Regions from separate parts of the Mus musculus genome. Here regions 1 and 3 are each linked to region 2. Evidence: chromatin contacts called from public Hi-C data. All regions are on one chromosome and are shown on one strand. Each heading gives the region's core, a stretch centred on a gene start, on an enhancer-like site or on the middle of the called end of the contact. The rest is flanking DNA. Distances are from core to core; before and after follow the strand shown.

Region 1 (3,133 bases), core at 203-2,702, 390 kb before region 2:
CTACCACCTCTTCCACCATGCCCCCTGAGCTTTAGAAGGGTTTATAGAAGTGTCCTATTTCAGGCTAGCACTCAATTGCTATTTATTCTAGGCATCTTGAGCGGCCATGAGTCTCTGCATTCACTGCCGTTGACTGCAAGGAGAAGCTTCTCTGGTTAACCTGAGAGTAACGTTTGACTACGATTACAAACACAAGTATTTAGACTGAAGTTCAGGGCCATGTTAACGCAGCTAAACAAGAGTGGGCCCTATGACCTCCAGAATAAACATATAATTCTGTGTTCTGGAAACAATGGTAATCTTGGCTTCTTTGACACCTCTTTCAACTTAAAAAAAAAATTACTGTTCTGGTTAGGACCTGGCTTAATGTTAATATTTAGTAATGTCACCCAAACTGCCTACCTTTTTTTTTTTCCCTCTTAAAGGAAATACTTGTAAGATTTTTATCATTAATGTGAATTCCCCTCTGAAAATACTGAAAATAGGTAAGGGTGTATGTGTGTGTGTGTGTGTGTGTGTGTGTGCACACGCACGCGTGTGCGTGATATTTAAGTGAAATGGCTGTGTCCAGCCTGCTTTCCCTAAAGATGAAATAATTCTCCTTCCTATCAGTGTTTTTGCCAGCAATAAGCTTTCCACACATTTAAAAAAACCCTCTACTTGCTGTATAGTAGGGTATAAAATGAAATCTAATGATTATTTTAATTTACATTTTCTCTACTGCTCATAAGTTTCATCATCCTGTTGGTGATTTGAGTTTGCCTTTTTTTTCCTCATTCTTTTTTTCAAACTTGGAAGAGATAGTTGTTTTGAACAAACCCCATATGTTTATATTTCTATATTCCCCATTTCTTAAAAATTTCCCCAAGGCTGCATAGTTCCTATCTTCATTGTGAAATTATTGCCCTTTGTAAGTCCTTCCTTAGTCAGGCAGTCTGACCTCACTTCCTTATTGATTCTAATACTTCTTTTGGTAACATGGCGTTTGATATTCTCTAACTCAATGTGTATGTCGGCTGTTTCATTTCCTACTCTAATTTTAATTGTTCAAATTTGCAACATTGAATAATAAGTTCAATGTCAACATACATGTCTGGTTTTAGAGTTTAATAAAAAATGGTTAGAGCATTTTATCTTGTAGGATAGTATCTAGATCTTTGGGAATTAGGCGTTATTATATGTATTTCCTTTTTGATTGTTTTCAGAGGTTGACTGATACATTTTGCCAGTTAACCTATTGGCACAGGCTTTGGTTTTTCCTTTGAATTTGCTCATACAATAGATTGTGTTGGTAGACTGTGATTAAGTTGTCAGAGTCAAACTTAAAGCGACCGACAGAAGGAAATCATCTAACAGACCCAGAAAGCTAAGCGATGAATCAGAGACATCGGAGACCTCACACTCTGGCAGGAGGAGGTGATTTTTAGCATAATCTTGTCCTGTCAAAAAGAATTTCCACCTTTTCCAAAGGCAGAGAGAGAGGGTTTGGAGGTGTGAAAAGAGGAGCGTCAGAGCTGTCTTACACTGCATCCTGACAGCATGCTTTTATCTTATCAACCCCTTCACAGTGGCTTTAAAACACAGCCTGTCCTCCAATCATTATAATCGCTGTCGTAGCCTTCTGTGCATGGTTATATGCTGGACACTCTATGTTCTCCACAGCACCCACAAGGCTGATAGTCCTACCTCACTATTGTCCGACAATGAGAAAAGCCAAGGTTAGAGGAGGCAATCCAGCTAACAGCAGCCATGTAGCATGCAAGTGATGCAGCCAGAATTAAAAATTCCTGTACAGGTAAAGGCTATATACCTGGTATGTGTGTGTATGTGTGTGTGTGGTGTGAATATGAGTTTGTGTGTATGTGTGAATTTGTGTGTGTGTGAGTGTGTGGTGTGAATGTGTGTATGTGAATTTTTTGTGTATGTGTGTGTGGTGTGAATGTGAGTGTGTATATGTGTGAGTTTGTGTGTGTGTTAATGTGTGTTAGTGTGTGTATGTGTGAGTTTGTGTGTGTGTGTATGTCTGTATATATGTGTGTGTGTGAATCTGTGCATGTGTGAGTTTGTGTGTATGTGTGTGGTAGGAATTTGTGTGTGTTTGTGAATGTGTGAATCTGTGAGTTTCTGAGTGTGAGTATGTGTTTGTGAATGTGTGAGTGTATGTGTGTGAGTTTGTGTGTATGTGTGTTTCTGTGCATGAATGTGTGTGTGTGTTTGTGTTAATGTGTGTGTATGAGCGAGTTTGTGTGTATGTGTGTATGTGTGTGTGGTGTGAATATGTGTGTATGTGTGAGTTTGTGTGTGTGTGTGTATGTATGTGTGTGTGTGTGTGTGTGTGTGTGTGTGTGTGTGAGAGAGAGAGAGAGAGAGAGAGAGAGAGAGAGAGAGAGAGGTGATGGCAGCAATCTCAAGAGTCAATCCTGCTTTCCGCCATTTTTGAGACAGAATTTCTCTTGCTATTTGCAGCTGCTTATGCCATCTGGCCAAGAAGCTTCTGGGAATTCTCCCATCTCTGCCTCCCAGACTCATAGGAGAGCACAGATAGACACATTTTTATAGCCCACGTGAACCATCTTTGCCCACATGGGAAGGGTACCTCTCCTTTCAGGAGCTTCTTAACTTATCCGTGTTTTACAGACTTTCTTTGGGCAAGCAAATTCCTTCAGAATAAGTTAAGTCCCATTTAGCATAAAAACTTCTGTCCCCTGTGCCCAAGCACATAAGTGGTCTTGTGGAACCAGATGGTCTGGCTGAAGGACACTGTGGGCTCTCAGCTACTGCTCCAGTGCTCTGCCTGCCTGCCTGCTGCCATGCTCCCTGCCATGATGACCATGGGCCAACCCTTTGAAACTAAGCAAGTCCCCAGTTAAATACTTTCTTTTCAAAGTTGCCTTGGTCATGGTGTGTCTCCTCCCAGCAATAAAACAGGGATCAAGGCATGGCCCATATGCCTTTCATTCCCTTCAGAGTCTATGCTGTGGTAGATGCAGCTCTTGGGTTGCTGCCAGTGGTGAGTCCTGCTGAGATGAGGGAGCAATAAACACTGGAGAAAGTTCATGACATACTTCATGCCCCATGAAGGTGTGTGAGAGAAGATAGAAGGGAGGAGAAAGAAGAGAGGGGATACTCTGAT
Region 2 (3,084 bases), core at 261-2,760:
GAGATTCACAGGTTAGGATTCCTGGCTGAATTAAAGGGAGAAAGTTGTGTGGACCACAGTATTTATCTCTCTCCCCTACCTGGTCATGGTATGACATGTCTGATCTCCTCTCAGGTCACCACCGAGATGTGGCCAACCCTCAAGCTTCGAGCCAACAGTAAACACTGCCTTCCTTCAAGTTGTTTTTATCAATTGTTTTGTCACAGTGCTGAGACACATACTAATGTGACAGGCGAGGCCCAGTAGCCAGCACTGTAGAGTTTTGCTGCAGTATGTTGTCTTCTGAGCATTAACAGCCATTGGTGATCCAGCCTGTTGGTGTTTTCCTCACAGAGGGGTGGGGTGGGGTGGGGAGGGTTGGTCCGCCTTCCCAGAGATTCTAGCCAATCACGCCTCATTGCGGTCACCTCCCAGCTGTATGTAATTCTGCCTCAGCTGAACAGTTATGTTGGAAGGTACCAGAAAATGTATAGCATTGCGGTTCACCGAAGGCCTGGACTCTATGATATAGCTTCTAGGAGTCATTAGGCATGATGGGGTGGCCCTTTTCAGGGATGCAGATGTTTATGAGTCACCTCTGATCCTGTAGGTAGCTCCCAGTCTGTGCCCCCATAAGTTCCATCAATTCATTTGATTCACCAAATTGGACCTGGGTGACATTTTTTTTCCCTTTGGTTTGTTGTAGGAAGAACCGTTGCTGTGATCCGTCCTCTGTGCCCTGTCTGAAATGAGATGTGTATTCCCCAGAAAAGTCCTTGTAACAGGTACACTTCAGCCAGACCCACAGTGAAGGGTCGTGACTCACCATGGCGCCTTTTCCTTTCTTTGCTAGGAATTTGTCCCAGCAATGGGCAACATTACTACTTTTCTTCTGTCTATTTTTTCTTCAAATTAAAATTTAAGAATAGGAACACGCATGTTACGAAAGCCCTCCTACCACCTGGCTTTTGGAAAACTTGATTTGCGGGAGCAAGCTGTTCGTTCCCAGCGTGCTTTTCCACTTACATTTGTTTTGTTGTGGGTATTGGCTGTGTTGTTTAGGAAATCCAATCTCGCTCCTTACCTCTAGTCATTAAAACGATGTTGGGTTAATGGAAGTTATTAACCAAACACTTTTCCATTTAAAACTGGAGCTTAGATATGTATTTTAGTGTAAATCAATTAAAAGTCAAGATGCTTGTATTTGGCTTGAAATGCATTGCCCAAGGGCTTTGAGTGACATCTGAACTAGAATAACCCCTATCCCAAGCCTTGCTTCTAACTTCATGCTTGGCTCACAAGAGTTCCTTGTTTGCACAAACCACTCCCGACTGCAAAATGGGGGAGGGGGAAGGTTAAAGCTGGAAACACACACCTCACAGAAGGGTGGAGTGGAGAGGGTTGCTCTGCCCTCCCAGAGATTCTAGCCAAACAGTCCTGACTGAGGTCGCCTCACTTGTGCTAAGTCCTTCTGCTAAGTCCTTCTCAACTGACCTGTCACCTAATGCTGTAAGATCCTATGAAGCAATGTACAGGCGGTTGGATCCAGTCAAGAAAATTGGTTGGAGTCTCTACTGCCACCTCGAGGTTATTGAGCTGAACTACAAAAATGAGAAAAAAATAAACTACCAGGCATTTTATGGTTTGTTTGTTTGTTTTTTGGTTTTTTTTTTTCCATTACAAACTAACTAGCATAATAGGAAATCCTTGAGAGGAGTGGATAGTCCTCAGAAAAGTGGGAAATTCCATCAAGGAATGGGCCAACGAGCCAGAAAGATGGCCTGTCCCAAAATCATCCCTCCTGAGCTACAATGGCTAAGCTTGACTCAGCAGCTACATCTTAAAGCTCTATGGGCCAAGGGCTGCTCCACAGGGAGAGGCTGTCAAGCCCCCATGTGGCTTCCCAAGGAGGAGGGGCTCATGAAACAAGCAGGAATGAGTATGTCGGGCATTTCCTGGCTGTAGAACGGATGGCAATCCGATCATGTTGGTGGGCTTTCTGCCGCCATGAGGGAACAACTGGAGAAAGCAGCTTAAACGAGGGACCTTTTGTTGTGAATGCTGACTTCACAGGTCCTGGGCCTGTGGTCAGACAGTGAACCACAGCAGAGTGTGTGAAAACAAGGGGCTGCAAGCTCCAGTAGCCAGGGGTGCAGAGACACAGGAAACATCTGGGCTTCTAATTTATCACTTTTAAGGGTGTGCCAGGGACCCAACTTCCCGGCACTGGGCCCCACCTCCTAAAGGTTCCAACACCCCCTGATGCCTCCTCAAGACACCCATGGTCTTTGTGAGGCAGTTAAGATCCAAACTATAAAACCGTTTACCATTCTCTATGTCCTAGAATCTAGACTCTTAGCTTGTTCTTTGATGCATTTAGACAAGACAGAAGTGAGATACAACATGGAGATTTAATGTTCCCTCATGATTTTATATCCACGGGAGGCCATTCCCCCCCCTCCCCCAATATTTAGAAAATGCATCTTAAAAACCTCCCCATCTGAGACACTGCGGAGGAGGGGAAAAGGAGTGGTAAACTGTAGTTTTCTCCCACGAGCTATTTTAGGAGAACTGTCATCTATGATTGAGATTTTGCGTCTCATTCGGGCTTCTGTCTACTTTGTTTCTGAAGAGCTCTTAGTTTTCCGTGCCCTTCCTGTGTGTCCAAAGCCATCTCAGACTGACCCAAGACTCTGATGACCTTTGACTTGCGGAGCTTGGGAAGAGGGTTAGTTCTTAGCCGGGGGGTGGGGTGGGGGGGTGGGGGTGGGGGGTGAGGGGTACCAAGAGTCCCCCCCCACACCCCATGGACCTTCTGTGGGGAGTTTTGGGATGACCTCTTTCTGCCTCACATGCCTGTGGTCATGGACAGAGCTATTTTCTGTATCTTGCCAATCCTTACCTTCTAGGCAAATGATGATCAGAGGGCCAGCTCATTAGTGACAACCCATGGTTTGGCCTCCAAATGGCAAGCTGTCTTTCACAAGCAAATATGAGTGTTTATGACAGGAGCAGAGAAGGGAACAAATGCCCTTGTGGGTGCTGTGTGTGATATAACCAACCGGCTGGGGTAGCATCCAGTGTCATCTGAGGTTAGTGAGCAAA
Region 3 (2,730 bases), core at 120-2,619, 340 kb before region 2:
TCACAACCCCCAAGCAACAGAGCCAATCAAGCCCAAACTGAAACCCTTAAGACCAAAATGAACCTTTCCTCTTTTAGGCATTTGTTACAGAGGCAAACATCCTGCTGAACACACTAACCAAGCAATGAAGAACTATCTCATGATTGGAATTAACCTGAAGGCAGTAAGCTGTGTTCGTGTTAGCTGGCCTCCTGCTCATTAGGGCTCCTGCCCCCTCTGTTGGCTTGCCTGAGGCATAATTTGCACTTAGCACCCAATTCTTCTCAATCCCTTCTAGAAAAACCAATTTGCATGCCTTTTAATTAAACACACGCATTGCATTACTACCTCCCTAAGGGTTCTACTCCTGGTCTGCCTAACTCCCAGCTCTACCTAAGCCACAGAATCCTTAAAGAAAGGGTCAAGATTCCATTTGATAGAAGAACATTGGATGAGCAAATTGGAAGTAAAAGGATTGGAATTTAGATGTGTGCTGTCTAGCAAGAACATAATTCACCCATCTGTTCTGGCTTCAGATTCTTTATTTGTTAAATGATTAGGTTTGAGAACCAAGACATTAAAAAAAAATGTCCATCTGTGTGCCTGTGCTATATGCCCGTATGAAGGACAGTTTGCTGAGACCAGCGTCGCCTGGAGTTAGAGTTACAGGTGGTTGGAACCTGTGTGCTGTGGGTGGCAGAGACTCCAGTCCTCTGGAAGAGTAGCAAGTGCTCTTGTGTGCTGAGTCATTCTCTCAGCCATTGCAATCTAGATTTTTATATCTCAGGAGCTCAGGGATCATTTTTGGAGAAGACAATACTGTTACAACAACAACAACAACAAAAATGACATACAAAAACAACAACAACCCCTTCTATCTCAGACGTAATACAACTCTAATAATGAGAAGTTGAATCTACATCCACAGGGAGACATTTTGATGGTGTCTCACACCACACCTGGATATATGTGTGACCACAGAGGGGCAGGAGCTGGCGGGAGCTCAGCGTCTTTTGTGAAATGCAATGTGCTGACCTCTAAGATTCTCCCCACTGATTCCCCTCTCCTTCCCTCCTACTTTTCCCTTTGTTAGTATTTCTTCTCTTTCTCCTTTTCAACTCCTCCCTCCCTTCCCTTTCATTCCCTTCCTTCCTTTCTTTAGTTCTGACAGTTGAATCCTTGGACGATAGGCAAGTGCTTATAGATGAACAGCACCTCCAGATCACCCCTGACTCTAAAAGGTGCTTTGTAATCAAGGATTCAGGAGCTTAGAAAGGACTTCTGCAAGACCACACAGCTAGAATGTGGTAGTGTACCAAGTTCCCAGGAGTCCTGAGAGGGAAGTCTCAGCTTCTATACTTAGGTGTTTGCTAGCCTCTGACATTCCGTAATGACCAAAGAACCTGGGTTTTTCTAACTTCCTAGTTTCATTCTGTTGCTGTGGTAAAGCCCTGACAAAAGCCAACTCAGGGAGAAGAATGTTTATTTGTTTCTGTTTCCACAAGACCATGGAGGAGTGCTGCCAACAGGCTTGCTCTCTGTGGCCTATTCAGTGCCATGGAACATATTTACTTGGGTCAACTTCAGTTATAGATGAGGAAGAAACAGTCAGCTAGTGTCATGGAGGAGGAATGGAAAGATGCAGTGTTAATACTCCAGCCCTTCCCTATGGTATCATCAACTTGTCCTAATTGGCCAAAATAATCTTGGCTCTAAAACTGAAATTCCCAAGTCCGGCAAAACTCAATGCTAGGCAAACCTATATGGTTGTTTACCTGGAATTTCTATAATTAGGAGAATATAATTTCTATTCTATACAGTATAAAAATAAATAGCCTTCTGTTGATGTCACCTTGGAGGTTATGTCTGAGATAATTTGATGTCTAGGGAGAATTCAAAATTCATTTGTAGGCTTGTGGACAAGGAGACTTTCAGATGTCCTGAACCCCAGACACAGTAGGAATCACTGTGGTTATTAGTTGGGGGAATAGTGCTGTAGCTATATTCTCAAGAGCCAAAGCAATGAGCAATGATTCCAAACCAGTTCCCAATAATGCTCCAAATTGCAGTGTTGATTTGAAAGCAAGCTAAGACTGAGTGAAACCCAAATGATGTCCACAGAGAGTTGTTAGTTTAACCAGGAACTATAGTTCCTTTCAGCCAACCTGAGAAATATATCAGTGCAAAAATCTAGTCCAATTCCTGGGACCAACAGACGTCTCACCCAGTTTCGTCCAGCAGAGTGGCTCAACTGCAATCCATCCCACTGGGTGCCTGGCATTGGAAAGGATGGATGTGAGTTGGATGGTGGGGGAGGACACCGCTCTCAAGAACCAAGAGATGGGGAGCCTTTCCCTATTTGCTGATTCATGCCAGTGCCTGTACTGAAGGCAGATACAGGTTTTCACCACCCTTCCACCCTGAGCTGTTTACAGGCTCCTGCTAGTATGGAGCAGAATGGACATCAAGGTAGTTACACCATTGCCCTGTTCACAAGGGATGGCTCTGAACCACCTGTCTGATAGCCTACCCCAGGGGAACAAAGGAACTCTGAGGAGAAACTATCCAGTTCTTTTCCTGCGATAGGCTGAGGTCACACTGCTGGGGTTGCTGGGAGTAAGTTTGCACAGAACGCTCCCCTACCACTCTGTCGCCACACTGATGCTATCCCCACTGCTGGCTGCCCCAGCACTGTGAGCAGGCACTCTTGTCAAGACTGGGAACGAACACAGCAGGAGTGCTGTGCTTTCT

The links. Hi-C and Micro-C count contacts between places; a contact is called where the count stands out from the background.
Region 1: a Hi-C map of bone marrow-derived macrophages shows a contact between it and region 2, with 31 read pairs. The contact joins two enhancer-like sites. A contact is called at or near these places in 1 of 39 promoter capture datasets (neutrophils), 3 of 484 Hi-C or Micro-C datasets (bone marrow-derived macrophages, embryonic fibroblasts and nephron progenitors), 6 of 115 datasets of contacts at active chromatin or transcription factors (the HPC-7 cell line, acute myeloid leukemia, bone marrow-derived macrophages and 3 more) and 1 of 9 other capture datasets (embryonic stem cells).
Region 3: a Hi-C map of bone marrow-derived macrophages shows a contact between it and region 2, with 1.7 times the contacts expected there. The contact joins two enhancer-like sites. A contact is called at or near these places in 6 of 484 Hi-C or Micro-C datasets (the HPC-7 cell line, bone marrow-derived macrophages, cerebral cortex and 2 more), 9 of 115 datasets of contacts at active chromatin or transcription factors (DN3 thymocytes, the HPC-7 cell line, acute myeloid leukemia and 5 more) and 2 of 9 other capture datasets (bone marrow-derived macrophages and embryonic stem cells).

Annotation. Positions count from the first base shown.
Region 1 is chr13:45,051,544-45,054,676 of GRCm38.p6, forward strand. No RefSeq gene overlaps it. Among named protein-coding and RNA genes, the nearest start is that of Gm34409, 22 kb to the right of the region's middle. Within about 2 kb of position 1,453, at least 4 of the 459 cell types and tissues checked have an H3K27ac peak or open chromatin away from gene starts, as enhancers often do. A contact at or near this core is called in bone marrow-derived macrophages, where this site is marked.
Region 2 is chr13:45,441,226-45,444,309 of GRCm38.p6, forward strand. No RefSeq gene overlaps it. Among named protein-coding and RNA genes, the nearest start is that of Mylip, 53 kb to the left of the region's middle. Within about 2 kb of position 1,511, at least 140 of the 459 cell types and tissues checked have an H3K27ac peak or open chromatin away from gene starts, as enhancers often do. A contact at or near this core is called in bone marrow-derived macrophages and microglia, where this site is marked.
Region 3 is chr13:45,100,567-45,103,296 of GRCm38.p6, forward strand. No RefSeq gene overlaps it. Among named protein-coding and RNA genes, the nearest start is that of Gm40932, 5.0 kb to the right of the region's middle. Within about 2 kb of position 1,370, at least 13 of the 459 cell types and tissues checked have an H3K27ac peak or open chromatin away from gene starts, as enhancers often do. A contact at or near this core is called in bone marrow-derived macrophages and microglia, where this site is marked.